2 separate regions of the Mus musculus genome follow, and region 2 is linked to region 1. A link is a contact called in public HiChIP or PLAC-seq data. All regions are on one chromosome and are shown on one strand. Each heading gives the region's core, a stretch centred on a gene start, on an enhancer-like site or on the middle of the called end of the contact. The rest is flanking DNA. Distances are from core to core; before and after follow the strand shown. Region 1 overlaps Ulk4 (unc-51-like kinase 4). Region 2 has its middle 35 kb from the start of Trak1.

The links. HiChIP or PLAC-seq counts read pairs in DNA pulled down with a chosen protein or histone mark.
Region 2: a contact with region 1 is called in an H3K27ac HiChIP or PLAC-seq map of microglia, with 3 times the contacts expected there. The contact joins two enhancer-like sites. A contact is called at or near these places in 7 of 115 datasets of contacts at active chromatin or transcription factors (bone marrow-derived macrophages, embryonic stem cells, extraembryonic endoderm stem cells and 3 more) and 3 of 9 other capture datasets (adipose tissue, liver and pancreatic islet).

What each region holds. Positions count from the first base shown.
Region 1 is chr9:121,246,702-121,251,353 of GRCm38.p6, reverse strand. Ulk4 (unc-51-like kinase 4) reads left to right here. Exons shown (of 37, transcript NM_177589.3): 15 at 311-492; 16 at 2,383-2,429. Among named protein-coding and RNA genes, the nearest start is that of Gm34735, 21 kb to the left of the region's middle. Within about 2 kb of position 1,408, at least 16 of the 459 cell types and tissues checked have an H3K27ac peak or open chromatin away from gene starts, as enhancers often do. A contact at or near this core is called in bone marrow-derived macrophages, heart atrium and microglia, where this site is marked.
Region 2 is chr9:121,329,919-121,334,279 of GRCm38.p6, reverse strand. It overlaps a transcript of Trak1 not described here. Among named protein-coding and RNA genes, the nearest start is that of Trak1, 35 kb to the left of the region's middle. Within about 2 kb of position 2,064, at least 225 of the 459 cell types and tissues checked have an H3K27ac peak or open chromatin away from gene starts, as enhancers often do. A contact at or near this core is called in bone marrow-derived macrophages, heart atrium and microglia, where this site is marked.

The sequences.
Region 1 (4,652 bases), core at 159-2,658:
GACTCACGTCCTCATGCTTGCAAGGCTCCCTGTCTCCCCAGCTCTTGACCCGAAAAGATTATTATTATGGTCATTGTCATTACTGTTCTTATTGTAGCAGTTGTTCACTGACATGGTTATGTCTCCCTGGGTAGAGGCCAGCCAAGTAGCGCATCGCCTCAGAGCCGAGGTGGGGTGCCTTTTTGTTAACTGTCATGTAGTGTTTCCTCCTCATCCCGGCCCTGAGTTCTCTGTTCCTCTGCTTCTCACTGGATGTCTGCTCAGCCCTCTCCACCTCACACGTGCTCCCTCTGCTTCCTTCCCTCCACAGTGGAGAAGTTGCTGGTCCTCAAGGACCAAGACTGGAATGACTTCCTGCAGCAGGTGTGCTCCCAGATCGACTCCAGCGAGAAGAGCACAGGGGCGCTGCGGGCCAAGCTGAACCTCCTGTGCTACCTGTGTGTGGTGGCCACGCACAAGGAGGTGGCCACCAGGCTGCTTCACTCCCCGCTGGTAGGTACTGCAGGGTAGATGGGCCTCCCAGGGCCCCACCACCTACTCTGTGTGGTTGGCCTCTGTATTTCAAAGACATGTGAACAAGAGCTTGGGGCCGAGTGATGATCAGCTCAGTAGTAGAACAGAACAGGCAATAAAAACAATAGACCAAGGATATGTGTGTGTGTGTGTGTGTGTGTGTGTATGTGTGTGTGTGCATGTTAGTGTGTGTATGTGTGTATATGTGTGTGTATGTGTGTATGTGTGTGTGAATATATGTGTGTGTGTATGTGTGTGTATGTGTGTGTGTGTGTGTGTGTGTGTGTGTGTGTGTGTGGTGGTAGAACAGGGGATCCCAGAGCCTTACCCAGGCCAGGCAAGGGCTCTGCCACTGAGCCACATCCCTGACCCTAGTTTTTATTTTGAGCCACCGTCTCTGAGTTCCCCAGGCCTTGAACATGTTCTGTAGCTTAGTTAGATCTTGATCATATGATCCTCCTGCCTCAGCTTCCCAAGTTGCTGGGATTATAGGTCTGTGCCACCATGTCCAGATGGATACAATCGTAATCTGATTTAATTACAAAGAATAAAGTGATTTATTTTTTTATGAAAAATTTTCTCATGAAGGTTTTGGAATCATCATCAACTTCCTTGAAGCAGTTGTGTGGATGGTGGTTTCGAACTGTGGACATTTTTGTTAAGTGTTGGCCGGGAGCCATTGTACCTGTCTGTAATCAGGAGATGGAGCTCTGTGCTGGAGTAAACTCGGGTGGCTCCTGCTCCAGGCCACCTGGACAAATGCGAGGGTTTCCGATGTGTGAAAGGACAGAAAGCCGTACAGCATTCGCTTCCTGTTCTCCTTGGCGGGCCTCACTGGTGACTGACTGGCCAGGGTCGGCAGAGCTCCTCAGGCCAGCCGCTGGAAGCTGCGACTATGGCACTTCCTCAGGCGGGCCGCTGGAAGCTGCGACTGTGGCACTTTCTGCTGAGCCCCTGAAGTCAGCCTGGAGGAGTTTCAGTTCATTTTGTTCCCTCCCTGTGAAGGTTGCTGTGTGTCTGTGGGGGGTGGGGAGAGTAGTTAGTAGGACAAATCGAGAACATCTTGCTCTTAATTTTTTAAAGATTCATTTTATCTTTTTTTTTTTTTTTTTGGTTTTTCGAGACAGGGTTTCTCTGTGTAGCCCTGGCTGTCCTGGAACTCACTTTGTAGACCAGGCTGGCCTTGAACTCAGAAATCCGCCTGCCTCTGCCTCCCGAGGGCTGGGATTAAAGGCGTGCACCACCATGCCCGGCTGGATTCATTTTATCTTTAAATTGTGTGTGTGTGTGTGCACATGTGCATGTTACATCAGGTGCTCTTGGATGCCAAAAAGAGGGGGTCAGTTCCCCTGGAGCTGAAGTTACAGGTGATTGGTGCTTATAAACCTCTATGTGGGTGCTGGGAATTGAACCTGGATCCTCTGCAGAAGTAGCACCTGCTCTTACCTGCTAAGCTGTCCCCTCCATTGCTCGGTTCTTACCACTTCTTCTTCTTCTTCTATTTATTTTTTTATTTTATGCATATGAGTACAATGTAGTTCTCCTCAGACACATCAGAAGAGGGCATTGGATCCCATTACAGATGGTTGTGAGCCACCATGTGGTTGCTGGGAACTGAACTCAGGACCTTTGGAAGAGCAGTCAGTGCTCTTAACCCCTGAGCCATCTCTCCAGCCCCCAGTTCTTACTTCTTATTTATGTTTATTTTGCTGGCACACTGGCTGAGGTTCCATGTCTGTCAGTGGTCACCTCCCTGGAGGGAGTCTCACTTACCCCAGCTGTGTAAGTTTCCCTGCTAATTCACCGATTGCTTTGGATGTTGTTCTGAATAAAACTTACATTTTGATGTTTTTCTTTTTTAAATTCTAGTTCCAGTTGCTAATCCAGCACCTGCGGATAGCTCCTAACTGGGATATGTAAGTAACCTTCGTATTTTAAAGCACATTCTTTGTGATTTTGTAGTTATTGCCAGATACCTCATCATAAGCACAGTCCTAAGTCATCCGAAGTGAGCCTGCGGTAACCATGAGACACTCGCAGCCACTGCCTGTTGTCCCAATGTGGAAGGCTGTCCCTTCTCTGGGTGTCTATTGTGAGATCGGCCCACCTTTGGGTTTTTCATCTTGTGCCTGCCTCCGACACCTCTGTCTTCCTCCGGTGGCAGGAGTTTCCCCACGGTATTATGGAAACTGATGGGACAATCATGCACGGTGCTCATGTATGGGAGCTGCAGGCTCTAGGCTCCTCTTGCTGGGGCTTGATCACATGATGGAACTGTTTTCTGGGAGGAGTCTATGTGGGATGCAGAAGTGTAGAGTTGGGATCCCAGGTCAGCCCTACCTCACCCGCAGGGAAATCACGTTCACTGAGCCTCAGTGCTCGCATCTGTAGAATGGGGCTGTGTCCTCACCTACTCAGTAGATCCTTGGCAGACTGTGGGGCCAGAAGAGAGGTCTGGTGCACCATGGTGGGGGGGAGGGGGGAGGGGAGGTGGGGGAGGGATTATCTGTGTCATCTTGGAGACTCAGGATGGAATGCTGAGGTTGACAGAGGTGTGACAGCAGTTTCTCCTCATGGTGAAATACGAGGGCATCCGTGGAGTTTTCGAAAGGCTTTGGAAGGAAGTTTTTCTTGTATCTCAGTGCTGTTCTTGCAGCAGACAGAACTGGGCTGCTGTTTGTCAGATGTCATTTCCTGGTCTGCAGCGCCCCCTGCTGACTTGAAAGTGCTTCTATTCCTTTCTATTTTTTTTTTTTGTCTGCAGGATTTTAATGCTCAGTTTTCACAAACACAATTATCTATCTAATTTTATGACTTACAGTAAAATGTGCTAGCCTCTAAAATGTGTATTATTTAACTGTCTTTTATACTCCTTTTCAATCTTTTAAAATTGATCACTGGGAGTTTTTACACAAGTAACACTCTAATGTATTTACTTGAATTGCATGTCCTAAGAACAAATGAAATCCATGATATTTGGATAATGAATGAAAATCTCAACCAAAATACTTTTCACTGGAGAACAAGGGATCTGCACCAAACACGTGAACTTTGTAGACTTCAGTGTAGGACAGTGTAACAAGGGTATTTGCCCGTATTCCCCAGCCAATCAGCTTCGAAGCTAGCTGTTAAATCATTTTAAACTGAGAGTTATCTGTCATGTTGCTGGCTCATGCTACACCATCTTCAGCCAGGTTCTGAGCACTTGCAAGTTTCTGACTCATGGGTGGAAGTTTGGTCAGAAGCGTCTGGAACGCTGGTCCATGCCTGCAGCGGCTGCTGAGACTGTGTGCACACGGCGATTGCGCTTGTCAGGTGGTCTGCACCCTTCTCGTAGTCACCTTGCGGTAGTAACTCTTCACCAAGCTGTGTCTCTTCAGGGAAGAGTTCTGGACAGCGTCAGCATCTTTTAAGTCAGGGAACTGGGAAAGACCGGCTCTCCTTAGCAAGCTTGTTCTTCCTCGTTCTTGAAGCCTGTTCTTAAAGTTGGGGCCACTCTGGCTTTTGTGGTGGAAGTAGATGCATGAAGACAGCAACATGCCTGTGGTCATGGTGCTGTTCTGGTCTGCCCTCTTCACTCGGCTGGGGCGTGTGCCAGGGCACAGAGTGCCAGGCAGTGGTTAGCGCCAAGACTGACCACAGCACTCAGGCCACTTGGGTTTTTTCTAGCACTGTTTAAAACCCCTTTACTATTTAAATTGAATTAAATTTGCAAAAAAAAGAGTTTTTGTTTTTAATCAGTTAAAAACATTTTACTGAGGTAGTGTCTTACTGTATAGCCCAGGCTGGCTTGGACCTCCTGGCCTTATGCCTTCCTGAGTGTTGGAGTTAGAGGTGTACACCACCCTGCCCACCGCTCTCCGATACTTGTTGTTTTCTTTCAAATGCTGCTTTTAGGTCTTAACGTTTTCCTGTCTCCATTTTCCAAGTTTGCTCTACGTATAGGAAACCAAATTTAGTAAGGCATCGCATGATCTTATGTGTCTTAGTAGGACAGGCATGAGTTTATGTGTCTTGGTAAGGCATGGCATGATCTTATGTGTCTTGGTAAGGCATGGCATGATCTTATGTGTCTTGGTAAGGCATGGCATGATCTTATGTGTCTTAGTAAGACAGGCATGAGTTTATGTGTCTTGGTA
Region 2 (4,361 bases), core at 815-3,314, 82 kb before region 1:
ACCCAACAGCCCAAGACAAAGGAACTACCAGCCACTGACTCCCAGAATCCCCAGTGAAAACCTGTCCAGTACCCTGTCACTTAAGGTCCAGCCTGCAGCCACCCATGCTGTTCCCACAGCCTCCAACAGCCCCCTGGGAAGAGGCCTATCAGACATGAGAGGAAAACCTCCCCTCCAGATTCTAGACACGGAGACAATGGAATGGCAGAACTGAAGAATCAGGGACAATACGGGCAACAGAAAAGAGCTTCAAAGAAGGAGACTGTAACAGGAAAACCCAGCTGAACACTATTCCCAAATAGAAGAAGAGAAGGATTAGGAAGATGCGACAGAGCTTGTAGAAACTCACAGTTTGAAGGTCTGGAGATCCCCAGCAACCACATAGAAAGGCCAGTGGTGGCTTTGTGTGCCTGTTACCTCACACTGAGGGACAGAGAAAGGTGGATCCAGGCAGTCACCTAGCCAGGCAGTGAGTTTCTAGATCAGTGAGAGCCTGCCATGGGCCAGTGAGTGACAGAAGACATCTTTCTCCCCAGTGCTGGACTTCGGGTGGCACTGGGTGTGGGGCACAGGCCTCATGCATGCCGGGCAAGCATCAGCCAACTGGTTTATCCCTCCAGCCCCTGCCAAAGCAAGTCTTACCGAGTCTACCATTTTACCTTCTGGGACGGACTACACAGTTGGCTTTTATGAGCACAATTATCTCTGAAGCACCTGAAGATAATTCCGATATAACACTTTTCAAACGGTTTTGCTTTGTTGAAAGAATGACCTAATATTTGGCTGCAGTTAACGAATGTATCTGACTCTGAAGTATTGTTATCCTGGGTTATGTGTGTGTACATGGGCGCACGTGCGCGCGCACACACACACACACACACACACACACACACACACACACACACACATTGAACTTCTACTATCTGTTTTAAGGTCCAAGCTCTGAGCAAGCTCAGGTCCAGGCACTAGGATTTCTCTCCGGGCCATGGGAGCTGGATGATTTTATCTGTGATCCATTCAAAACTAGTTCTAGCTAGGTCTGCTGACACACACCTAATCTCACAAGGCTAAATTCATGACAAACCTGGGCTACATGTCTCAAGACAACAACCAGCGGGGCAGTGGTGGCACACGCCTATAATCCTAGCGCTTGGGAGGCAGAGGCAGGTGGATTTCTGAGTTCGAGGCCAGCCTGGTCTACAGAGTGAGTTCCAGGACAGCCAGGGCTACACAGAGAAACCCTGTCTCGAAAAACCAAACCAAAACAAAACAAAAAACAAACAACAACCAAAAATAATAGGAGGACTTTCAGCCAGGTATAGGGTTACACTGTAGTGTAGCACTCAAGAGGCTGAGGTAGGAGAACTGTTGCTAGTGTGAGGCCAGCCTAGGCTAAGTAGTAGATAGGCCAACCACAGCTACATAGGGCAAAAATAAAGTAACTGTAATAATTTTTAAAAGTAAAAGTTGTCTTCCTACCAAGCAAAAGGCATTTATTTGAAAATGGTAGGGGAGGCTCTCTGTAACACACCAACCACTCTCAACAGGCAGAACAGCTGTGTTCTTTGAAACAGTGGCTCCCTGTTGCCCTAAGCCAAATGCTATAGACAAACTGCCTGTATCATGAAAATAGGAGTTCCTGTACTTTCCACCAAAAAGACAAAAACCAAAACCTGGAGTCTGGTCAAGAGAAAGGCACAGACAGGAGCCAAATCGCATCCATTAGGAGCTGTGAGGTCTGTTAAGGGAACTGAGTGAGAGGGGTGTGTGTGTGTGTGTGTGTGTGTGTGTGTGTGTGTGCAGAACAGGGGTCATAGCAAGGACAAAGGGCTCCCAAGACAGGGGGAAAGAGAGGGGACTAGAGGAGAAAAGGAGAAACAGGAGGCGGTGTGTGGAGAAACAAGAGGGAGGGACCAGAGGAAAAGAAGTGGGGGTGAGAGAGACGGGGCAGGGGAAGGGAGGAATGGGGGAGGGGAGAGCGACAAGCTGGGCAGACAGCTGCATGCCTGCCAGAGTTGCTAAGCTGCGGTCTGCTGTCCACAACAACCGCACTTTCTCCAGGAGCAGGCTGAAGTTTTAATCCTTCCCCAAGGGAAGTGAGAGAGAGAGAGCTCTCAAAGCCCAAGGTCCAGCTTGAATGACACAGAGGGGGTTTCCTATTGGATTTAAAAGTCTGACCGCTGCAGAGTATGGTAACATGAAGCCAAGCCCAGACAGGGGGACAGACAGCCCACTGAGCCAACTACAGTTAGAGCTGTACCCTGGCTTGATCCCCAACACTAACAAGGCCGTGTGTGTGTGTGTGTGTGTGTGTGTGTGTGTGTGTGTGTCTGTCTGTCTGTCTGTCTAACTGTCTTCCTTTGGAAGGAACATATTTTGGAAGGCCAGGTTCAGAAACAATATTTCAAAAACAAGCAATCGAGAAACAACTCAAAAGCATCATTAATAAAATTAAAACAACACAAGTGTATGACCATCTCAGTGATAAAGCAGTTGACAAAATTCAACACCAGAATCAGAAAGCCACATTTTCCCACCCTTAACGGGACTTCTGCAACATCACAGCTGACAGAACATCTGCTCCTAAGATCAGGAACAAGACAAGGCTGTCTGCACTCGCCCAAGCCACTCAGCATCCAACCATGGTTCCTGCCATAATCTAGTAGTGACGTAAAAGGAAAAAAAGACGCTCAGACTGTAAAGATAAGGACTAGATCCACACAGAAAAGCCATGGTGCAGTGCATGCTGGTCATGGCAGTGTTCAGGAAGCAGGGACGGGGAGGTTGCAAGTCAGGTCAGTCAAGATGAGCAGGGGCTACTTAGAAACCCTGTCTCAAAAGTCCACGGCTATGCTAGGCATGGAGGCACACACATTTTAATCCCAATGTTCAGGAGTCAGAGGCAGGTGGATCTCTGTGAATTCCAGGCCATCCAGAGATACACAGTGAGCCCGGGTCTCAAAAATTAAGTAAAGAAGCCGGGCAGTTGTAGCACATGCCTTTAATCTCAACACTTGAGAGGCAGAGGTGGGTGGATTTCTGAGTTCGAAACCAGCCTGGTCTACAGAGTGAGTTCCAGGTCAGCCAGGGCTATACAGAGAAACCCTGTCTCGGAAAAAAAAAAAAAGAAAAAGAAAAAGAAAAAGAAAAAAGAAAAAAGCACTGGTCTATTAGCTCTTCCAGAGGACCTGGGTTCGATTCCCAGAATCCACATGGTAACTGAAAGCTATCTGTAACTCCAGTTCCAGGTGGCTGACCTCCCTCTTTTGGGTGCAATGGGCCCTGTATGCACGTAGTGCACAGACATACATGCAGACGAAACACTAATACACATAAAAATAGCAAACCTTTAAAAATAAAAATAAATAAATTGAAGGGCCGGGGATGTGCCTTAGGACAGAGTATTCACAAAGGTAAGACTCTCTGTTCTCTTCTCACACAGGGCAGAAAGGGACATTTAAAGAAAAGAAAAAAAAAAAGGAAGAGAGAAAGCCTTAGGCAACCCACAAATGTTTTCAGAGAAAAGGCAGGGTTGTCAGACCCGAAGAACAGCCGGTTGTGCTGCTAATAGCAGCAATAAGCATTTCAAAACTTAGGAAACTGTCTCCTCCATAATATTCCTCAAAAGAAGAAACTCCTTAGATACAAACACAGCAAAAATGCAATGCTCAGGGACTGGAGAGATGGCTCAGTGGTTAGGAGCACTGCTTGCTCTTCCGGAGGTCCTGAGTTCAATTCCCAGCACCCACATGGTGGCTCACAACCATCTATCATGGGATATGTCTGAAGACAGGTACAGTATACTCATATGCTTTTTAAAAATGCAACGCTTCAGTGTCCGAATAACCAGGAATTTCTCCCACACAAGCTGAGGGAGAAATGGGAAGATGACAGTCCTGTCAGGGCCTTGTAAGCGGGTTCTGCAGACTGCATGCGACTCCTACAGTAGCTCACAGTGGAAATGTGGTGTAGAGAGATGGCTTGGTCAGCAAAATTCTGCCATGTAAACACAAGACCTGAGTTCATTCAACCCCCAGAACCCACATTTTTAAGGAAGCTGATGTGCTGGAAACTAATCTCAATGGTGGAGCTGGGGGTGGAGATAGGAGGCCCCTGGGCTCTCTGAACAACTAGCATAGGGGACTCTAAGCCAGAGAGAGATTCTGGGTGGCACCCGAACAGAAAAGCACCTGAAGGGGACTGGAAACACAAGTGCATGCACACCTACCTTCTTGAGCATGAACACATACACACACACACACACACACACACACACACACACACACACACGCACGCACACGCACATTCATATGGAAATGTGAGGATTAGAACAGGCTCACCAACCTTGATGGACAAAGAGG